Regions from separate parts of the Hordeum vulgare genome. Here region 2 is linked to region 1. Evidence: chromatin contacts called from public Hi-C data. All regions are on one chromosome and are shown on one strand. The core of a region is the stretch at or near the end of the contact, and the rest is flanking DNA. Distances in the headings are between cores, read along the strand shown. Region 1 has its middle 18 kb from the start of LOC123446164. Region 2 has its middle 43 kb from the start of LOC123446187.

Region 1 (6,660 bases), core at 3,911-6,410:
CGACGACGCTGGAGCCGTCACGGCCTCCTTCTCCGGCACCGCCGCTGCCGCTCCATTGTTCTCCATCAGGTCCCGAAAACTGAGATCGGTTGGTCGAAAACTTGTGTGCTTGAATATGAAGAAGATGCTGCTGCCTGTGTTGCTATGGTGGCCAGGGCTTCGCGGGGTCGTGCGTGCCTACTTATATGGACGGGGTCGATCATGAGGCGCTGTCTGTCTTGAGGAGGAAGCTGGAGGTGTCGCAGCCTTGGAGTATGGGAAAGGAAAGAAACATAAACCGAGCCGCCGAAGAGCGTCCCGTTAACCTCTGGATGATAACTGGACAAGAATACAAATTGATCACATGATAACACGAAGTTAAAACGAACTCTAGGGGCCGGATTAAAAGTAAAAACGGGCTATTTTGTTTTCTGATGAATGATGAATGATGATTTCCCAGGTGCAAACGGGGCGGGAACAGGAACTTGCTTCCCTCGTCCCGTTTCTTCGTTGTCCCCTGCTCCAAGGGAGTCCAGGCCGCGAGCTTTCCTCTCAAGAAAACACCCTCATATATAAATCCAGATCGCCCCCCATACCCATAGCAGCAGCAATATCCGTCCACATCTCTTCTCGATCGATTCCCTAGCATCTTCTTGTTCTTGATTGACCACTTCGATCTTTCTTCCAAGCCCGGCCGGCCGGCGTTTGAGTGAGTGCGATGGATACCAAGGGAGCGGCGGAGGCCATGCTGAAGGCGGCGGCACCCATGGCAGCCGAAGAGGAGGCCATGCTGAAGCTGAAGGCGCTGGCGCAGAGGGAGGAGGCGCCGGTCACGGGGCCAATGACGGAGAGGATCAACGGCGCGGCGTCAGCGGCGGTGGAGCGCTACTGGGCCAGCCTCAAGAGCAAGACCCGCGCGGCCGGGGAGTACGCGACGCTCAGGACACGGCAGGGCGTCGCCTTGTTCGGCGAGCCCAACATCGGCCCCATCAAGACCATCGTCGATCGTTGCTAGTAGATTCTTTTGATATGCCACTAGGTTTGAGGTTTTGTTGGTCACTGAAGGTTTTTGTTCATGATAATTAGGTCTCTGTTCTTCAGAGTTGAATAATTGGCCGTTGATCCTGTATTCGCGCGGCACAATTAATATTGTAGCTAACTACTAGCAATTCAAGTCATCCAGATGATTCATATATAGAACTATCAGTTTGTCTTTCCCTTGAATTTGAATTTTCTTTTACTGGAAGCTTTCTAGCAACCATCGTGAAAGAGCCTTTTCTAGCTTTCTATTGATTAAATGGCAGAACAAAAAAAAACTACTGGTCTAACTAGACATCCATGCAACCTAAGAAAAAACTTTCATCTAGTTAAGATGATTTGCTAAAAAAAATGTTGGTTCAATATTTTTTTGTGTAAATGTTGGGTCAGCTGAGCCTGACCCATCAACTTGTACGTGGACCCACCACTGTTTTGGAGCATCATCTTGCCTAAATGTCATTTCATCACGAACCTTTGTAGCGCAGGTGAACAACTCATCAATATTTGTTCCCAACAGTTATAATTTACATTTAAAAAAAATGCTCTTTTATCGGGGATCTTTTGGAACCTAGGTGTATATGCACTCTATATCGGGGGACTAGAAATGCAGGCAAAGAGAGGGAGGGGAACTTTTGGAACCTAGGTGTATATGCACTCTATATCCAAAAAATAGCAATTCAACAAAAAAGTTTAATAATTCTGAACATATATTTGAAATAAACTTGACCTTCCATTATACTTGTAAGAAACAATTCATCAAAAGAAAATTTGAAAATTACACTTTGACTTATTTTCAAAAAAGACAAATTTTTGGTCAAAATTGTGTGTAGAGTGACCTATAATAGCAAATAAAATTTGTCTTTTTTGTCCAAAAGTCAATGTTGACTTTTTTCATAAAAGATTATGCACTATTGCAAAAACAAAATCCAATTTAATCTAAAAATACTTTGGAACTATTTTAACTTTTCATTAACTATTAAAAAAATCTCATATAGGGTACATATACAATCAGGAACAAAAGTGTATTTCCTGCAAAGAGAGCTACTATAAGGTGCATCATAAGGTAACCGGCTATTGTGCAACCCCTTCCCTGCAGTGCTAGCTAAAATGTGCCAGCCCATTGTAGGGTGACTGTATCAGTTGAACAGTTTATTTCAATCTGTTTGAGCCTGTGGTTTTTTGTTAAATATTTCTTAAATTTTAAAATAGTTAATGGATTATAAAAATGTACATTAAGTTTTTTCCAAATAACTGTAAAAATATGCAGGAATTTCAAAATGTCCAGGGATTAAACAAAATACGAAATTGATATTTTTCTCATCAAATAAAAAAATGATCATGAATTTAAAATCTGTACATGAAATTGAAAATTGTTCATGAATTTAGAACATGTTCCTAAAATTTAACAATTATTCACGAACTCAACTTTTGTTCACGGATTCATAAATGTTCGCTAAATAGAAAATACTCTTGAATTCAAAAAATGATCATGGATATAAAAAAGTTTGTGAAAAATATTTCTTCAGGAATTCCAAAAATGTTTCGGGATGAAGAAAATGTACATGAAATTTGAAAATATATTTCCAGTTTGAAAATATTCATGGATTTGTAAATAAAAATAAAAATTGAAAAAAAAGCAGAATAAACACACACATGAAAAATATATAAGGCGATGTGGGAAGATCTAGAACCTTCGCAAAACCAGAAATGGAAGTCACTAGAATTCACTGATTGTGTCAACCCATCTTTGGGCAGTGGCATACATGGATACGCCGTATGTTGCTATCTAGTGACTTACACGCACAATAGGAATTGGTTGTGTCAACCCATCTTTGGGCAGTGGCATACATGGATATGTCGTATGTTGCTATCTAGTGACTTACACGCACAATAGGAATTGGCTCACCAGAACAACTACAAATGTTCGGACCTCTATCTGAAGGCACGCTTAGGCTCTAGGTGATGGCCAAACGCCTTGGCTAGGACGTAAATGAAAGTCTAGACAGGACAAGTAAGAAATTACTTACCCAAGCGACAAACTATGTCATATTGCACTGATATGCCAAACGGACTATATACCAATGTGAGTACCGATAGTTAACTTACTTATATGCCCTAAATTAACATTAATATACATATAAACAATTATAGATGCATCTTAATAGTAAAAAACTATATTACCGCCTAAACTTTGCCTAGGGCGTTTAAGCACCGCCAAGGCACTAGGCAAAGGTAAACCACCTAGATCACGTAGACATTTTTTTTCAACTTTGGTTCGGGCCATGCCATTTGAATACTTTCTTCAACGTGGATCATCAAACCAGGTTGGACCGTTGCGGACATCCGAAATCCCAAAAGTTGGTCGCAAATCGGGGAAAGGGGGGGGGGGTCTTCTGGGGAAGTGTGGACATCCGCCATAGCAGACTTTGACTCCCTGGACCCACTCAAAACCTCTCTAGTGTCCTCTCTAGAGCCCTCGATGCATTCAGTCTAGTTGACCAATACAATGGTCCAATCAGAAGATAAGTTCACACACCTAATGCAGGAGGTATTTTGTCAGTCATTGATCGACCAGGGACCGATGTCGTTCTTCCCTCCACATGCGGCTGCAACGCAGTCAAGGAGGGCCGGTGACCCGGTCATTTTCTTATGATTTGGCATCGTAGTACCATCTATTGAGGATGTGGTAGGCACCTTTCATCCGAGGTGACGCCACCATAAAGCCAACGTCGGAAGACCCATTAAGTTAGAGCCTTCTTCCATACCCTGCCTCGCCACCGACCATGGCCGCCATGAGCTCGGACCACGGTGGCCTCAAAGTGTTTGATAAAATACCACAAAGATAGAGAGAAAGAGAGAAGGTTGATTTTGACGGGTGATTTCTAGCAAATGCACAGGGCGATGTAGCAATTTCATGATAAGTACAATATCGAACCTAGACGAAGCACAAAGAATGACACAATCAATGTTGCAGTTGTTTGGTCGCTAACCCAGCTGCGCTCACACCCATACCGGAGTGTGAATGATTCAACTGAGTAATATGCCATTGAAAATTAGGCCAATTGGTTCTAGACTTGTGCCATGAATTGCTCTTATAGCGCATGGACGACCAGACCCAACAGCGCTTGCTAGCATTGTTTTTATTGTGGCGCTCACTCCACTGGAAAACAAGAAGACTTTTTGACAGATTGTAGCATTTCGTGAATTCAAAAAAATTAGCCAATTTAAAAAATATTTATAGATTTCGAAAATATTAAAGAATTAGTTTTAAGAAATTTGACAAGAAAATTATGAATATGTAAAATGTTCAAAATTTAAAGAATGTGCGGAGAAATTTAAATTATTAAATTTCAAATAAAATAATGCAGTAATGGAAACAAATCAATGATTTGTTTTTAAATAAAGCACTCTAGATTGATTGTGTATGGGCCATATGGCCTACACTGTATGGGCTTGAAAATTGCTCGACCAATTCCTTGTAAGGTCCACAGCCCACTGACTCTTATTTTGTGCTGCTATTCCTATTCAGAACTTCCTTTCCTAAGAAAAAATAATAAGAGAAAAACGTAAAAAAAAAAAAAAGAGAACAAAGAAGCAGAAAGAGAATGCCACCTGCAATGGTATGAACTATGCCCTAGTCTGAATATCGTTAAAAAAAAAGGTGAACTCTGACCACTGAACCAGCACAATACTAAGGACATGGTTGGAATGTCGTTTCACTTTAGCAATACACCTGTAAACAATTAAACACCTGTCTGCTCCCGTCGTTTTGCTTCCAGCCGAAAATCGCTACTGTCTCGAGAAGTCAGACCTGTAAATTAAACACCTGTGTATTTAGGCACACCCAATCCAAACACGCTCTAAAGCTCTATTTGGATTGTCGTTTTGTGCTAAATACATTGGTAAAAAAAATACAGACATTTGCTCATCATCTGGAAATAGATATAGACCTGTAAATTACATCAATAAATTTAATATATCTTTATTTAATACGGTGAAGAAACAGCGCGCCCTAATAAGGGTAAAGGAATCACCCGGCAGCTTATCTCTGCGCCGAACCTCTGCACCACGATGAGCACGGTCCAGAGCCCAACGCACTGTCGCCGTCCGCCTCTCAAGATCTCGCAGGAAAATAGCGGAGTAAGGCTGTACACCACGACCAGCAAGGTCCAGTGCGCAACGAAGCTTGTCCCATGCAGAACTGCAGGCTCGCTCGCGGTCGCGGTCGGGTCAAACGGCGATTCAGTCTGTCCAGCAGCAGCTAATCAGCTATCACATTCACATCATATCATAGGAGGGAGCATATGCACACTGCAGAACCGCTTCCTTTTTTTCTACGGTCAAGGCTCAGCCCGTCAGCTAAGCCGGTACGCGCGCACACCAGAGGCCCAGAGCACGCGAGCGATCTCGTTGATGTTCACAGCTCAGTCTGCTAGCCTAGCATAGCATAGCAGGAGGACGATGCATACGGCACGCGTCGACAGCTTTGAACATGTATTAGAGCGCGCAGAGCTTGCAAAGGTCAAGGTCGCCACGGAGACCCGCCCGCGAGCGACAGGTCTCACGGGTAGAAGAAATCGAGAAGTTCTTAAAGGCCACGCGCGCGCGCACACACCTGCTTTCTAGTTTTGTTAAAGGTTCAGGCCACGTCATGCATCGTGTAGCACGCCGTCGCCACGCATGGTCACCAAGCGTCGTCGCAGCACGCACAAATGCAGAATGGCCGTAGAATACTACTCCGTACTACCGATCCGGCGAGGCGGCGACCGGTGCGGTGCGGTGGCGGTGCGACGTGGCTCTTTTTCTTTCCGGTGTAAACTAGGGCTTCGCCAGTTCGGCGTTCGTTGTTTACGCCGTTTTACACCGGATAAGATAAGCTCGGAGGTTTGGCGACCGATGATTGATTTAGCCGGTCAAAGAAGAGGGATCTAATCATCAGTCAGGGCTTCCTGGTGCGTATGGCGCCAGATTATCATGCGTACATACTTCTACTACATTTTAAATCGATCGATCAAAGAAAAGAGAGCGGTCCGTGTCCGTGCGCGCGTGAAACTGAAAGTTGAGCTGCAGCTGCAGGTGCAGCGGCCGCTCTCTGAATAAGAAATGAAACCGGGGACGTCGCGGCCGCGGTGCGTGGCAGCTAGCGCGGGTCTCGTCAAAGAGGCGCACGCACGCCTCGCTTTCGCGACGGGCTCCCCAAGTCGCAGGTGTTCTCGTCCCGGTTCTCACAGATGGGGTTTTGTTACAAGCGTATGGGTCGTCGTGTACCGGGCCGGGGCTTGTGATCAGCCTGGCCGATGTGACGGCGACACTGGCGATGATCGAAGATAGCGTGCGCACGGACGAGGGGAAGGTGGCTGTTGTCGACGGCAACGGAAGAGGACAACGGAGCGCGCGTGCCGCTGGCCGTCCCGTTGAATCTGCGGCTGGACGGAGACACGAGCAAGGCGAGGAGTTTTGTGATTGCTTATTAGCTATTCCCCGTTTCAAAATAACTGTCTTAACTTTATACTAGTTCTAGTACAAAATTGTATTAAGTTTAAGGCATTTATTTTAAGATGAAGGGAGTACGATCGATTGTGCTTGCCTTTGCCTCGACGAGAAAGAACCCAAGTCGTCTCGATTTCTTCTAGAACAGCCAAC
Region 2 (6,217 bases), core at 2,142-4,641, 190 kb after region 1:
AATCACATGCATTGATAGCTCTCATGTCATTGACAAGGTGGACCCACATGGGAAGGTTCCAAATATGGAAGGTTACACACTTGGGGCATTACAGCACCAGCCCTTAGTGGGCTGGTGGGACAGCCCAATAAGGTCTATGCGTCATAGAGAGAAAACCAAAGAAAGAAAGAAAAGAAAAGGTGGGAAAGAAGGGAAGGACTCCACTTTCCAATCCTAGTTGGACTAGGATTGGAGTAGGAGTCCTCCTCCTCCTATATATACTGGTGATTTAGGGCTGATTTGAGACAACTTTGCCACGTGCAACTCAGATCTAGACACCATAGTTTTACCTCTAGATCATATTTCTAGGGAGCTCGGGCGGAGCCGTGCAGGAGTAGATCCTTCACCACCACCGGAGCGCCGTCACGCTGCCGGAGAACTCATCTACTTCTCCGTCTTGCTTGCTGGATCAAGAAGGCCGAGATCATCGTCGAGTTGTACGTGTGCTGAACCCGGAGGTGTCGTCCGTTCGGCACTAGATCGGAGCGGATCGTGGGACGGATCGCGGAACGGTTTGTGGGACGGTTCGCGGGGCGGATCGAGGGACGTGAGTAAACCTGGAAATGGTTATTAGAAAACCGGGTGTAACGGTTCGGTTATTACTTTGGGTTTGATTGGTTTAGGTTTTATTGGGTTGGACATTTTTTAGTTTGGTTTTGGTTTGGGTATGTGGAGAAATCAGTTTGGGTATAGTTGGTTATGGGCTTAAACAGTTTGGTTATAAACGGTTATAAACTATGGGTCCAACCCGGTTTCTAGGCATTGGTTATGTGCAATAACCAACGATAACCGAGAACGAATATCTTTGATCCGCATACATGTTGTAATGCACTATGTAATTATGTATTATGGAGAAATACCACATGAAAATCGGAAGTGTTTGCTTGTCCTTTAGCTAAGTAATTTTGTTTTAATACACTTGTTAGTGAGCTATTCATACGTCGTCATTTTTTTTTGCCTTTTGTTGTGTGTTGACTGTATCTCAAGGCTAACTTTGTTCTCAAACTGTTGTAGATGCACTTATGCCTTTTCTATCTCATTTGCTTCTTAACTTGTCAATTTGTGCAATTATATGTATATTAAAGAAAACCCATAGTTATGTATTGGTTTTAAACCCACGGTTATGTATTGGGTTTAAGTTGGTTTTGGTGAAAAAAATAATGGGTTTAGTTTTGGTTGGGCTGAAAATGACATCAAATGGGTATGGTTTAAGTATGGTTTTGAGAAATAAATGTATGGGTATGGTTCAAATATAAAACCATTCTCAGGTTTAGACGTGAGGACGTTCCACTACATCAACCGCATTTCTTAACACTTCGTGCTGTGCGATCTACAAGGGTACGTAGATTCAAATCTCCTCTCGTAGATGGACATCACCATGATAGGTCTTCGTGCGCGTAGGAAAATTTGTGTTTCCCATGCGACGATCCCCAACATACCCGAGATCTGCCGGTTTTAATGTCGACACATGTACGAATGAATTATGCATTGTCTTTTCTTCTTAAGTGATACGCCCAAAAAAATGTTCTAGCTCCGCCGTTGTTAGAATGTACTCCCTCTTTAACTTAATACTAGAGGATGCACCGGCGCGTTGCTGCGGAGGCCTTGCTAAAAAAACGCATAAAGGTTACTAAAGAATATCTATAACTAATGAAAGCAAATCTAAGCTTAAAAATGAAGAAAATACAAAGGGTATAAAAAGAAAAAAACTGAATTACTATTAAAAGAATGTCATTTTTAACAAAAATGTAAATGTAAACTACATAAGAATGGTGGAAGTGTCGAACACATATATTTTCAATAAAAGATCTAGTGCGAAAAATAACTTCTGAGTAACATGCATGAATTAATGATGTGGTGCTTGCATGCATAGGTAATGCAAAAACAATGTAATTTATGACTTGCATGCATGACTTGCTCTTGTGGCAATAGTTGCATGTATAAAAAAATAGCTAGTGCATAGTAGTTATTTAAGAATAGAAGATAAGACGTTTTTCTACACTTGTAATATAATATTTGAGTAATCGATAAGGATGGCAATTGGCAAGGTATGTGCAGGATAGATCAATAACATACCCATACTTGCATAGTTAGTGGGTATAAAATTCTATCCATACCCGTACCCACGTGTATGAAACTTTACCCATACTCATACCCGACAGGTATCCGTATCCATTGGGTACCCGATGGGTAGAACAAACAGCACACAAGTTGTTGACAATTTTACACTTAATTGATAGCAGATTTTTTCAAAATGCAATTATCTCGACTGAATAACAAGTAGATGAGTACGTGACCCCTATCAAAATTTAGAAATCATAATATACTCAAAAGTTAATAGGAGTAGACGAGTCGCATGACCAATTAATGGTTAATTGATGACAACTTCACATTAACATTAGTTCACAAGTAGACATGACACAGATATATCCGTGGATACAAGGCTATACCCATACTCTATTCATGACTTAACAGGTAGGATATAGATATTATCCATGAATATAAAAATATGCACATATACCCTGCTCATATGAATAAAATTGACATCCTTAGTCATCGGTCGTCACCCACACATCAGGTGCAACTTTACCCACTTAATAATTACTAGAATAGTCCAACAGTGTGCAGGCAGTATACTAGACTCCGTCAAAAAGGAAATATAATAACAGCCATTCGCCATTCACGCGCCGGAGAACAAATAAAGCTAAGTTGACAATTTGACACTCATCATCACACGTGCATGCATGTAGGAGAGAAAGTGTAAATCTAGCGTGTAATTAAAAAAGGGTAGCGCGCCGCGACTGAGACTAGTAAACCATCCAGTCTACTACCTCCGTTCCGGTGTATAAGTTATTTACGTAGTTTTAAGCTAATAATTTAACGATCTAAATATGTATCATATGTGATAAAAAATATATTTAGAAATTACAACCGTGTAAAAAATTAGTGATATATATTTTTCATGATATATAACACATATTTAATTTCTCAAATCGATGACCTAGAACTACGCGAGTGATTTGTACACCGGGACGGAGGGAGTACCTAGAGATGGCAAGCTCGGCGAGAGCTCCAACCTGGCGAGCTACGTGGTGGAGGTCGCAATACCGCGTTGATACATACATAGAGCTATAGACCAGTAGACCGGGAAAGACAGCCGGCGATCGAGCGAGCAAATGTCAAACTCGGGTCCACGAAATGATGCTTGCATGTGTGGGTCTGGGTGTGGGTGTGGGCACCGTTGCGATTAAAACTCGGCTTGACCACATGACGACGAATATCGAACGGATCAAAGACGACAAGGTGGGATCGAGTAGGACGGACCGATGGGGATCGGTCCCGCACGCATTGACGGACGACACGGTCTCGAGTCAGGCTCGTACTGCCGGGCAGTCAGGCACCCCTCTCTCGCTGCTACTAGCTCGTAGTCGTAGGCAAGCGCGTGATCCCTCCGGCCGGTCCATGCGCGCGCGCCCGGCCCACATGCATGCATGCATGGTGATGGTGGTACGGCCGCGCGCTGGTCTCGGCCATGTGCCGGCCGGTGGACCGCGCTCTTCTCCGGGCAGGTCTATGAGTCTGTCTATCCATGGTCGATCGGCCGTGGGACGGCTGCCGTGGGGCGGTGGTGGTTCGGCGTGGACGTGGAGGGTCTTTCGCAGACAGCCGTGGCGCGACCGGCGGTAATGGGGGAGGCCCAAATGTTTCTCTTTTGGGAAAACCTGTGGCCCGGTTGCGTAGGGAGCAACTATCCGACGAACACTCGTTCGGAAGCCTCCTCAAAGGTCATTTGAAGTAATCTGAGAGCATGTCATTTGGCACGTTCTCAGCGTGTCCGTCATGCGTCGCGTTCTGTACGTTTTTTTTTATTAATTTTTAATACACGTTTTGATTTTTAGAAGACTTTTTTTCATTTTTCTGCTTTTCGTTTTTTTTCAGTTTTCTTAGGATTTGGAAGAACAAAAAATTATGTGAAAACACGCGTCTTTTTATTTTAGAGAGTCAAGGATTTGTTTCTCGTGGAGACAAGAATTTGCTACCGTGACACGCATGGTGCCTCTCGGGAAATGAAAGCAAATGTGTTTTATTTCTCTTTTTTTAATCAGTGAGAGGCACGAATTTACTTTTCATGAAGGGGCAGATTTACTCCTTTCGGGAAAGAAAAAATGTATTTTCTTTATTTTATGAGAGGCATGTATTTGCTTCTCGTGCAGGTATGCATTTGTTTCGCGAGCCACGTCATGACTCTCGAAAAAGGAAAAGAAAACCTTTCGCTAGAGACACGGATTTACTTCTCATGAAGGGGCAGAGTTACTTCTCTCGGGGAAGAAAAAATGTGTTTTTTTCATGAGATACATGTATTTGGTTCTCTTGCAGGTATGCATTTGTTTCGCGGGGCACGGTCATGCCTTTCAGAAAAGGAAAAGAAAACCTTTCGCTAGAGCCACAGATTTACTTCTCGTGAAGGGGCGGAGTTACTTCTCTCGGGAAAGAAAAAATGTGTATTTCTTTTCATAAGAGGCATGTATTTGCTTCCGTGCAGGTATGCATTTCTTTCGCGAGGCGCGATCATGCCTTTCGGAAAAGGAAAAGAAAACCTTTCGCTAGAGCATGAATTTGCTTCTCGTGGAGGCACGAAATTGTTTCTGCAAGAGGCATGGTTGTATCTTTTAAATAGGAAAAAACGCGAGAGCACTGATTTGCTTCTCATGGAGTCACGGATTTGCTTACGCGAGAGGCACGATCATGCTTCTCGAAAAAGGAGAAAAAACGCATTGTCCTTCTTTTCGCGACTCTGCCTCTCGGAAAAAGGAAAAATATGTTTTCGGTTTTGTATTTTCCGTCCGTTTTTTTTTTCTAAAAAAAGTTCATTGAAACCTATCAACATAGGATCTAGTTTTAATGATTTCGACACAAGGAATATGAAGGTGAAAACGGTTCACGATTTGCACACATAGTTTAAGAGATAAAATGTTTTGAGTAAGCAAATCTATGAAAAAGGAAGAAAACTTTTAGGTTGCGACAAGTGAAATGGTGAAAGTGAACTTTGCAAAGAGTGCTCCTTAACAAGTTCTTTCGTGGAAGGAAACCGCATATGAACCACCGCGTCGAAGTGTCTCAACCATCGAACAACCGTGAAGATCAACTTTCACTATCTCGAGAAGGACAAAGGAACCGCGAATATCAAACGCCAGATCGACATGCGACCATAACAATCCAAGCGACAAACTTCAGATGCCTAGTGGAGGCAAGGCGACATCGGGGAGCAAACACCATAACAGGAGATGAAGCGCCCGGATTTGGTCGACATATTTACTAGGAAGAGACACTAGTACAAAATCGGGCTTTGGAGACAGTTTTCATGTATAGGCCGATAGTGGTTCCCCATTCCCCCTCGAAGTATGTGTTGCTAATACCTGGGCTCGTGGAGGGACGGACATTGGGGACAATCGAGAAGGCACAATTGATGGATCTCAAACACTAGTGGTTGGAGCTACACCCTCCCAACATGTCGACCACACGACTAACGATCGAGCTGAAACGACCTCGCCTTCGCCGTGAGCCGCACGAACTTTTCCAAGGCTTCACCGGCAATGTCGAGGGGAGAGGGAGGAGCGAAGGGCTAGGTTTGTGGTGGTGGGGCTCGGTATGTTTTTTGAAGGCACAATGTGTGCTCCACAGTCAAACTTTACAAACCTTAACCAAATTTACTGGAAAATATATATAGAGAGAGAGCACTAACTATACATCAAACTATAATATGTTTATGGGTGAATCCAATGATATTTATTTGGTATTTTAAGAGTTGATAATTTTGTGTAAAAAGGGTAAACAAATTACTTAGCTTGACTTTGAAAATATATATATTCCATGCTATACTTTGGGACACCGGAGTACTGTTGTTCGGGTACATCTCAGCCTGTATTCTTCCTTGGAATTTACTATATCTCTCGGTTGGGTCGATGTATGATGTTGTTAGATGTCTTATGTTGTTGTTAGAGAGCTAGTATTTAAATATATGTATCTTGACACCTTCTAGTTTCATTTATAATAAATTATGAGCTGGATTTTTTGGGGGGAACAGAGTCTCCCCTAAAGCAACCGCCATCTTCCAGCTTGGGACAATTCGGAGAATGCAAAAGTATGGATATAACAAAAATAGAAATATAATATAGAA

Evidence for each region. A called contact is a pair of places that touch in the nucleus more often than the background predicts.
Region 2: a Hi-C map of seedling shows a contact between it and region 1, with 2.6 times the contacts expected there. The contact joins two enhancer-like sites. A contact is called at or near these places in 2 of 6 Hi-C or Micro-C datasets (leaf and seedling).

Annotation. Positions count from the first base shown.
Region 1 is chr1H:468,971,326-468,977,985 of MorexV3_pseudomolecules_assembly, forward strand. No RefSeq gene overlaps it. Among protein-coding and RNA genes, the nearest start is that of LOC123446164, 18 kb to the left of the region's middle. Within about 2 kb of position 5,161, at least 3 of the 3 cell types and tissues checked have open chromatin away from gene starts, as enhancers often do. A contact at or near this core is called in leaf and seedling, where this site is marked.
Region 2 is chr1H:469,162,965-469,169,181 of MorexV3_pseudomolecules_assembly, forward strand. No RefSeq gene overlaps it. Among protein-coding and RNA genes, the nearest start is that of LOC123446187, 43 kb to the right of the region's middle. Within about 2 kb of position 3,392, at least 3 of the 3 cell types and tissues checked have open chromatin away from gene starts, as enhancers often do. A contact at or near this core is called in leaf and seedling, where this site is marked.